Linked DNA regions of Gossypium arboreum: region 1 is linked to region 2. The links are chromatin contacts, called in public Hi-C maps. All regions are on one chromosome and are shown on one strand. Each heading gives the region's core, a stretch centred on a gene start, on an enhancer-like site or on the middle of the called end of the contact. The rest is flanking DNA. Distances are from core to core; before and after follow the strand shown. Region 1 holds the start of LOC108457112 (3-ketoacyl-CoA synthase 4). Region 2 holds the start of LOC108456131.

The links. Hi-C and Micro-C count contacts between places; a contact is called where the count stands out from the background.
Region 1: a contact with region 2 is called in a Hi-C map of leaf, with 6 times the contacts expected there. The contact joins the promoter of LOC108457112 here to the promoter of LOC108456131 in region 2. A contact is called at or near these places in 3 of 5 Hi-C or Micro-C datasets (all in leaf).

Annotation. Positions count from the first base shown.
Region 1 is chr3:91,971,504-91,976,217 of ASM2569848v2, forward strand. It overlaps LOC108457112 (3-ketoacyl-CoA synthase 4), which reads left to right and starts at 3,311. Exons shown (of 1, transcript XM_017755968.2): 1 at 3,311-4,714. The coding sequence starts at 3,699. LOC108454839 reads left to right here. Exons shown (of 9, transcript XM_017753436.2): 7 at 140-181; 8 at 259-339; 9 at 579-1,089. The coding sequence ends at 650.
Region 2 is chr3:91,732,047-91,736,309 of ASM2569848v2, forward strand. It overlaps LOC108456131, which reads left to right and starts at 2,577. Exons shown (of 5, transcript XM_017754728.2): 1 at 2,577-4,263. The coding sequence starts at 3,227. It overlaps LOC108456435 (outer envelope pore protein 24B, chloroplastic-like), which reads right to left and starts at 516. Exons shown (of 3, transcript XM_017755017.2): 1 at 124-516; 2 at 1-49. The coding sequence starts at 393.

The DNA.
Region 1 (4,714 bases), core at 2,061-4,560, 240 kb after region 2:
ACTTTATGCATGTTTCCATCACCATATTCATCATGTTTCCTTCTGGGTAAAAAAACAGTCTGCTGCACTTAAGCATGTCCATAATGTGGCTTAACACTTTCTTTTGTTGTTATTAATTTTCATTTTTAATGCCCTGCAGATACATTTCCATGAAATACCAGACGAAGTCATTGAGAAATTGGTAAGAGTTTTTGTTTTTCTTTTCCCTCCTTTTGCTTACGGCCTGGGCATTGTCATTGTTCTTTACTTGTTGATCAGATCGAGGAAGGGAATGTACTACATGTTGCTGGGGGATTGCTGATCGAACATCCTTTGATAAAGCCATACATTAAACAAGTGGTTAGTTTGATTATTTTTGCGAATCTAGTGTAAATATGATTCTTGCACCATATTGCCTAGGCAACTTAAACATATGAATCATATAATGCATGAATACTTCCAAAGCCTCGACATTACCAACAAGCCTTTTCCAAAACTTGTATTACTCAGCTTAGGCTTGAGTCCTGCATACGGGTATGTTCAATCGGATCTGAAGAGCATGATTTATTGTGGCATGAGATGTGGGTTTGGTTTTGCAGGTAGGGACAATAGACAGTGTGATGGGATTGCCGAAAGCTCTCACGGAGAAACTCATAAGGGAAGCTGTCTAGGAGCCACGCCATTTGAATCCATTGGAACTTATTTCACTTTTATTCTCTTCCGTATATTATCTTTGTCACTCATTTTATTTCCCTAAGCTGCTACTTTTGGTAAATAAACTACAGCCACATGCCCCCTTTTTTTTTTTTTTTTTGGTTTGGAAGATGCTGTAGTTGCGTAGCTTAAGAGGAGATCTTCACCTTTGAACAGTTGGCAATGTGGTCCGAAAAAATCAAACATGTTTTTCGACATCTTGGATTAGAGTTTGAGTAGAGGTCTCTTTCTTTAAAAATAGGTAAATTAATTCTTATATATTAAAGTAAAAAGTAAATTAAGCATTTTTATTAATAAAATTGGTTCTTATATATTAGAGTGAGGTATACATGGCTTATCTTGTGTAATTGTATTGTTATTCAGTAACAATAGAAAATGATGAAGTTTTTGCTAGAATGGAATCATTTGTCTTTAATTTAATATACATGGATTAATTTATTTCTCTTTTCAGTAAAAGAAATTAAATGTAATTTGATTCTTAATATAGAAGCTTGCGTTGCAATCAAGATGAACACAAAATAATGAGATCGAAGATTTCTAGAAAGTGAATTATTTTGTGAAGTAAGACAAAAGGGTTGATGAAGCGTGGTCAATGGCGGAGCAGGTTTTCTCATAACAAATAGTCTCTTCTTTGACATTGTTTTGTAGTTAAAAAAGAAGTCACCATCAAACAAAAAATGTCCCTGTAATCCATATATTTTAAATTTAAATCATCCATTAATTTGAGAGAGTCCGGATATTATGACATTTACTCTTTCTTTTTTTAATATTCTTATTTGAGTTGCAAACTTAATCCTTTTTTTTTTCAATTTGTATTGAGATATTTTAATTTAAACGCAAATTTGAGTTTGAAATTGAGTACAAATGAGGCTTAAATACTCATTTAGCCCCTAAATTTATTATTTTCTTTCAAATTGATATTTATGATTTAAATTTTCATTCTATGAAGGGTTTTAGTACTTCCTTGTAATGGTATTAAGTTTGGTATGGTGGTACTTTCAGACAGTGACATGTGGTAATGATGATATCATAAAGATATTATAATTTGATTTTTTAAAATTATTAAAAAATATAAAAATATCATAAATAATTTATAAACAAAAATAAAATATATTATTTTTAAAAGTTACAAAAATTAAATTATCTTAAATGAAACAAAATATTATTTTTATATTATTTTAAAAAAATAAATTAAAAAAAAAATTTGTTTGCTATAGCTATTAGTTAATTACTTTTGTTAGGTCAGCCGGCTTACTTTGATTTCCCTTAGCACAAATTTTCTAATATTGATTATCAAGCCTTTAGCATGGAAAGTAAGCCTACGAAGCATCAAAGATCATCGTCCTTGTTCAATGTGATTGTGACTTCTAGTAGTGTCAACAGTAGAATATAATTTGATTCTTCTCCGGTGAGATTTAGTAGAGTACTGAGGAATAAGACGACACAGGATTGGGGTTGAATCGTGTACGTGGGTTCAGGGGCATTATGGTTCTGTAAGTAAGTTTGGTGTTTAAAAATGCATGGGTTATGTTGGGGTTGTCCAATGGAAATAGGATGAGGAGTCATGGTAGAAATTTGAAGGAAAACTAAACAGATATCGAAAAAATTAAAGAAATTTTCCAGAAGAAAAGTTGGGTTGTGAAATGAGGCTTATCTGAATCCGATGGCAATTCTGGTCGCCAATTTACTGCTTACCTTGGCCAACCAAACCCATCTCATCACTCTACGTGCTCTATCCCTCATGTCATTTGGGTGCTGATTGGTTGTTGTCAAATATGGTTTTTATAATTAAATAATATTTATTTTAATTCATTTTTCAATTTAATATATAATTTTATTTGTATTTAAATTTCTTTTTATGATTTTATATATACATTTTAATTTTTAAATTAAAAAATAAGAATTATGATATCATTATAATGTCAGTATATAAAAATATCACATGCACCAGACTTAACAGAGTTGCAAAAAGTACCAAAACCTTTTAGAGCACTAATCTAATGAATATCCCCGCTCAAGAATGAAAATTGAGGTATCAACTTAAAAGAAAGCGACAAATTCAAAGATTAAATGAATATTTAATTTTACAATTAATGAAGGTTGAAAATTGTATCAGAAGGAAACTAAAGAATTTAATTTTTTTATTTATTAATTTGATACTTATTTTTATTTGAGTTAAATTTAACTATTATTTTTAAAAAAGTTAAAATAATTTTTATAAAACTATTGACTAAAATATTATTTTTTAATAATATTGATATGATAATCTACATGTATTTTATACTGATATGATATTATTTATCTTATACATCACATTAAAAAATAATTTAAAATTATAAAAATTAAAAGATATATAAAATTGATAAAATTAAAAATAAAGTAACATATGAATTGTTACACAAATTCTTATATTTAAAATTTAATGTTTGAGTAGACATTCCTTAAAAAAACATTTAGATTATGGAACACAAAATTTGACCAAATAATTTCAAAATTCATGCAATTTGAATGTGGGTAAGGAAAAAAAAAACGATAAGAATGACATCATTTTTAGCCACGTGATTCTAGAAAATGGAGTAACTAGAATACAAAGAAAATAGTAAACAAAAATGATTCAAAACCATGAAAAATTCAGATTGATGTTAAACAAAAAAAAATTCAACTCTTTCCACCGAAAACAAAGATTTCAATAATAGCAACCACTTAGACTCTTGACATTCATAACTTTTCCTATTCCCTTCCTTTCTCCGCACCACTCTTTGCATTAGATTCCCATCTTTAATCTTTATTTTCTCCAGAAACTAAATTTCTTCTCTCAAATTTCCCACATTTTTATTATTATTATTTTTTTTTTTTTTTAAAGTTCAAACCTTGGGTGACGACTCACTCACTATTTGCAAATCTATTAATAGATTTGGTCAGTCCCAAGCAACAACCACTTACCACTCCCTCTTGACCGTTAAACCCCCGCCATACCCCCGGTTCATCACTTTTAACGGAGCATCATGAACCAAAGGGGTGTAGCCACCACAAATGGTGGCTCCGGAAGCGGCTCAGTTGGTGTTCGGATCCAACAATCCCGAAGGCTACCGGATTTCCTCCAAAGCGTTAATCTCAAGTACGTCAAATTGGGTTACCACTATCTAATTTCCAATCTTTTAACCCTCTGTTTTATCCCTGCCATCGCCGCACTATCGATCCAAGTTTCTCAAATGAATCTTGATGATTTACGCCAATTGTGGCTTCACCTTCAATACAATCTAGTCAGCATCATCATTTGCTCTGCTATTCTAGTCTTCGGGTTAACAGTCTATATCATGACCCGACCCCGACCCGTTTACCTTGTCGATTATTCTTGTTACCGTCCTCCCGACCATCTTAAAGCCCCGTACGGTCGTTTCTTGGAGCACTCTAGGTTGACCGGGGATTTTGATGAGTCGTCACTCGAGTTCCAGCGCAAGATTTTGGAGCGCTCGGGGCTGGGAGAAGAGACTTATGTGCCTAAAGCAATGCATAGTATTCCTCCAACGCCGTCTATGGCGGCGGCAAGGGAAGAAGCTGAGGAGGTTATGTTTGGGGCATTGGATACTCTTCTTCGAAACACGAATGTTAGTCCCAAGGATATTGGTATTCTTGTTGTGAATTGTAGTTTGTTTAACCCAACCCCTTCATTGTCTGCTATGATTGTGAACAAGTACAAGCTAAGGGGAAATATTAGGAGTTTTCATCTGGGTGGAATGGGGTGTAGTGCTGGGGTGATCGCTGTTGATCTGGCTAAGGACTTGTTGCAGGTTCATAGGAATACGTATGCTGTTGTTGTGAGTACTGAGAATATTACTCAGAATTGGTATTTTGGGAATAGCAAGTCTATGTTGATACCTAATTGTTTGTTTCGAGTTGGGGGTTCCGCGGTTTTGCTTTCGAACAAGTCCAACGATAGGAGGCGAGCTAAGTATAAGCTTATTCATGTGGTGAGGACTCATCGCGGAGCAGACGATAAGGCATTTAGGTGTGTGTATCA
Region 2 (4,263 bases), core at 1,327-3,826:
ACGGTTTCTCCGCAACCTTGATTGAGTTCATAAACTGAAACCGAAAATCCTAACCCCCAAAAGGCAAAAATAATTCAATTGGTGATTCATGAAAGGAAAAATGGTTTTCAAGTTAAAGCGTACCTTCTTGGGGACATCATAGTCGAAGATGAAGAAGGCTGGTTTTTCAACGGTTAAAGTAAGATTGTTGAGCCTGGGACCTTTGACGACGGTGACATCACTCATGGAGGCGAGTAACTTGACATCGCCGGCGTTGACGGCAAGAGTAACGACGGCGGTGCTCTTGTCGTTTGTGTATCGGCCTTTCAGAGACGCCTTCATTTCTCTCGGAAGATACAAGGAAGGGAGATAAAGAGGGAGACGTTGGCGGAATTCGGTTTTGTATGTTTGCATGGAAAAGTTTTCAGATTTCAGGTGGACGACGAGCCTAGCTTACCCTCCACTCTTCAATCGAAACTTGGGCTTTCTCGCATAATTTGGAACTTCGACTCCGAAATTCAAGCTTTAAAATCTTTTTGTCTTGTATTCAAATATAAATTATTGGTTTAAATTCTTCTATTACTCCTTAAGCTTTACAAAAATTGTAGTTTTAGTCTCTATACTTTTTGAATTAGTCAATTTTAGTTATTGTACTTTTTAAATTTTAAAATTTTAGCCCTAACCCAATCAGTAGCTATTAAATCTATTTGTTTAAATTCAATCATTAGCCTTGTATTATAAGTAGAGTTGTAGATTTAATCCATATTTTTAATTAAATCATTCTAAGCTTACTTAACATTACACATATAATAATATTTTAGGTGTATCAATTTTAGAAATAACAAAATTTAACTTAATGAATTTAACAATTATCATTTGGTGAAAATTAAAATTTTAAAAACTGAGAAGTACCAAAACTAAAAATAACCAAATTAAATTACAAATATTAAATCCACATAACATAATTTAACCGAAGCTATTTCCTATATTTCATCTATAAAATTAAATAATTACAGTAAATATATTTAGGTAGAGTTTGAGAATTTAAATTTTAAAATAAATTTAAAAATGGTTGAATTCAAGAAATTCATATTTTTCAATGCTGAGGTTGAGATTGCCAAATATAACATAAGAATTGATGTTATAATCTAATTTCCAATTTATTAAATACAATTTTAAACATAAGTTCTTAATTCTGGCATCATAAAATAGTAATTTTAATAATTTAAAAGGAGTAATTAAGTTGGAAATAAATGTTTTGTTTAAACAAACCAATTAAAAAATTACGATTTAATAAAGTTAGATAAGAAAATTAAAATTGACTATAAAATATGTTACTAATATTGTTTATACAATCAATGCTAGGAATTATTAAAACACATCAAAGATAATTGGAAATTTTGTCTAATAATTTTGTTTAAATAAGTTATAGTTTAATGGTGTAAAAGTCTTTAATTTTTTCAAATAAAAAGTAATTAGGCTTTTTTTTACTTAATTAGATACTTAAACTTTCAAATTATACCAAAAACTCTCAAACTTTTTCAAAGAAAACAATTAAACCTTTGTTTTTTTTTTTTTTTTACACTCAATTAGATACTTAAACTGTCAAAATACATTAAAATGTCCTCAAATTTTTTCAAAAAAGCAATAAAGCTCTTTCTTTGTTTTTTACACTCAATTATTAATATGCATCAAAAATGCCCTTTGATCATTAAAACTAATCACCCCTAATTTTTTTCAGTTAAAGCCATCACATGTGACAACCACGGTTGGCATGTGACAAAAACGATAAAAATAAAAATCAATAAAAGTTATAAAATGATTAAATTTTAATAAAATAGAAAAAGTTATAAAAATAGTAAAAAATATAAAATTTTATAAAAATCATAAAATATATAGAAATATAGAAAATATAGAAAAATTTATAATGTCGTAAGAAAATGATAAAAATGTAAAGAAATATAAAATTCGTAAAAAAATTATAAAAATTATCATACCAAAAGAAGCATTATTATTGATTTTTATTTTTATTATTTTTCGTCACATGTCATGCTGTGTTGTAACATGGAATGACTTTAACTGAGAAAAGAACTAGAGATCGTTAACTTTAACAATCAACTGTTAAAGCTAATGGTTAAAGGTCTTTTGATGCATTCTATAAATTTTATGATTTTTATAAATTTATACAATTTTTATATATTTTACTATTTATATATATATATATATATTCTAATTTTTAATTTTTTATATTTTTATTAAAGTTTAATAATTTTATAATTTTTATTGATTATTATTTTTTGTAATTTTATCACATGTGAGGTAGAGGTCATGACATGGGGTGATTTTAATTAAAAATTAGAAATATTTAACTTTAATAGTCAACTGTTAAAGTTTACGATCAAAGGACATTTTGGCAATTGAGTAAAAAAAAGTAGTGTTTAATTATTTTTTTAAAAAATTTTGGATTCTTTTGATACATTTTAACAGTTTAAAATTTAAGTATTTAATTGAGTGAAAAAACATATAAACTTAATTTGAAAAAATTTGGGGATTTTTTTAATATATTTTGAAAGTTTAAATAATAGTAGATTGAAATAAAATCCAAAGACATTTTTTTTTTCTTTTAGTTTGAGCTTTTTGCACCCGCCATAATTTGTTCCTCTAGCACATTTCGAAAATAGAAAAGAAGATCAACGGTACTTCACAATATCACACGCGCGCGTCGAACGCAAACTCAGCTCTTTTCCGCTTCCTTTGAGTTCCCGCCACAAACGCGCGAGTTCCTAAACCCCCAATTTTTCATCAGCAAGCCCTAAAATCATCCCCCGCATTCCTAATACGGACCTGGAATTCCTCGACCTTATCGTCATTTTCCCTGTTGCAGATAGCTCTTCAATCTTCAGGCGAGTTCCACTTTCAAATTTGTTTCTTTTTTATTTTTGGGTAGGATTGGAGAAATGGGAGTTTCTAGTTTCATGTGCTGATGTTAAACTTGTTACTTCTAAACTTAGTGTTTTTGCTTAATAGTGATTAGTTTTCTCAGACACTGAAAATTCAAGCCTCGTTTTGAATTTATGTTAGTTACTATCTAATGTAGCTGGAGAGGCTTGACCCATTTGCACTGTCCAGGAATGTGGACACTTGTGGGCGATTGGCACTCAAGTTCCTAAAATTTATCTGAGGGATAATTAGAAGAGCTCGCCTATCCAAATATCATGTTATTGGAGTAGAGATCTCAGATTCTTTCATGAACGTAATGAAAGTTAAGAGTGAACCTGAAGATTTTGACTGCAACAGTGATGATTTTGGCTTAGACAATGTGGTGTTGAAATGGATTTCGGATAGATGCGAAACAAAGAAAAGGAAAGGCTTCAACTTTGTTGGTTTAAATAAAGAAAAGCTGGAAACCTGCTCTTCCGTGAAACTCGAGTCTCCAAACTTTCAGCACAATGGCGACATACACGATGAACTTGAAGATCCTCTTATCGGTTGGAAATCTGAACTTTTCAAGAATATCAAGAGTAGCGATGAAGATTTGCTTGAACTAAATCGGGATTGGCCTGCGCCTATTGATGTTAAAGTTGAGGTTCCTGAAAGTGAAACTGCTAATGTAAATATTTTGAAGACTGACGTGCCTTGTCCTACAACGGAACCCCAATACTGTTCTCTTAATGAAGTGTCCTATGAATACACCGAAGATTCTGAGACCAGGCTTGACGTGGGGCTTCCTGGTTGTGAAACAAAGGAGCCTCAGTATTGTTCTCTTAATGAAGTGTCCTATGAATACATGGAAGATTCTGAGACCAGGCTTGACGTGAGGCTTTCTGGCTGTGAAACAAAGGAACCTCAGTATTGTTCTCTTAATGAAGTGTCCTATGAATATAGGGAAAATTTTGAGCCCAAGTTTGATGTAGAGGTTTCTAGTTGGGAGATTGCTCAGGTACACGGTCCAGAAAGTAAAGCGTATTTTGGCTTGTCTGGATATAGGAAAGAAGATTATACCATCCATCCCCTTTCCTATGATGTCTCCTCGGAACCAATGTCTCCGATAAAGGATTATAGCTATGATGTTTGTGATAGCTGCCAAAATGAGTCTCCCAAGCCACAGATGCCATGGCAGACAAGCAGGTACAGTTTAATTCAAATTCTTGAGACAAATATTGCTTCTGATACGGAAACGGGGGTCTCACTGTACCCCATAAAATGCAGTGTTTCAAATGGGGTGTCTTATGAATCTACTGAAGATGTTGCTCCTAAATCTGGCGCCAGTTTTTCTAGTTGTGA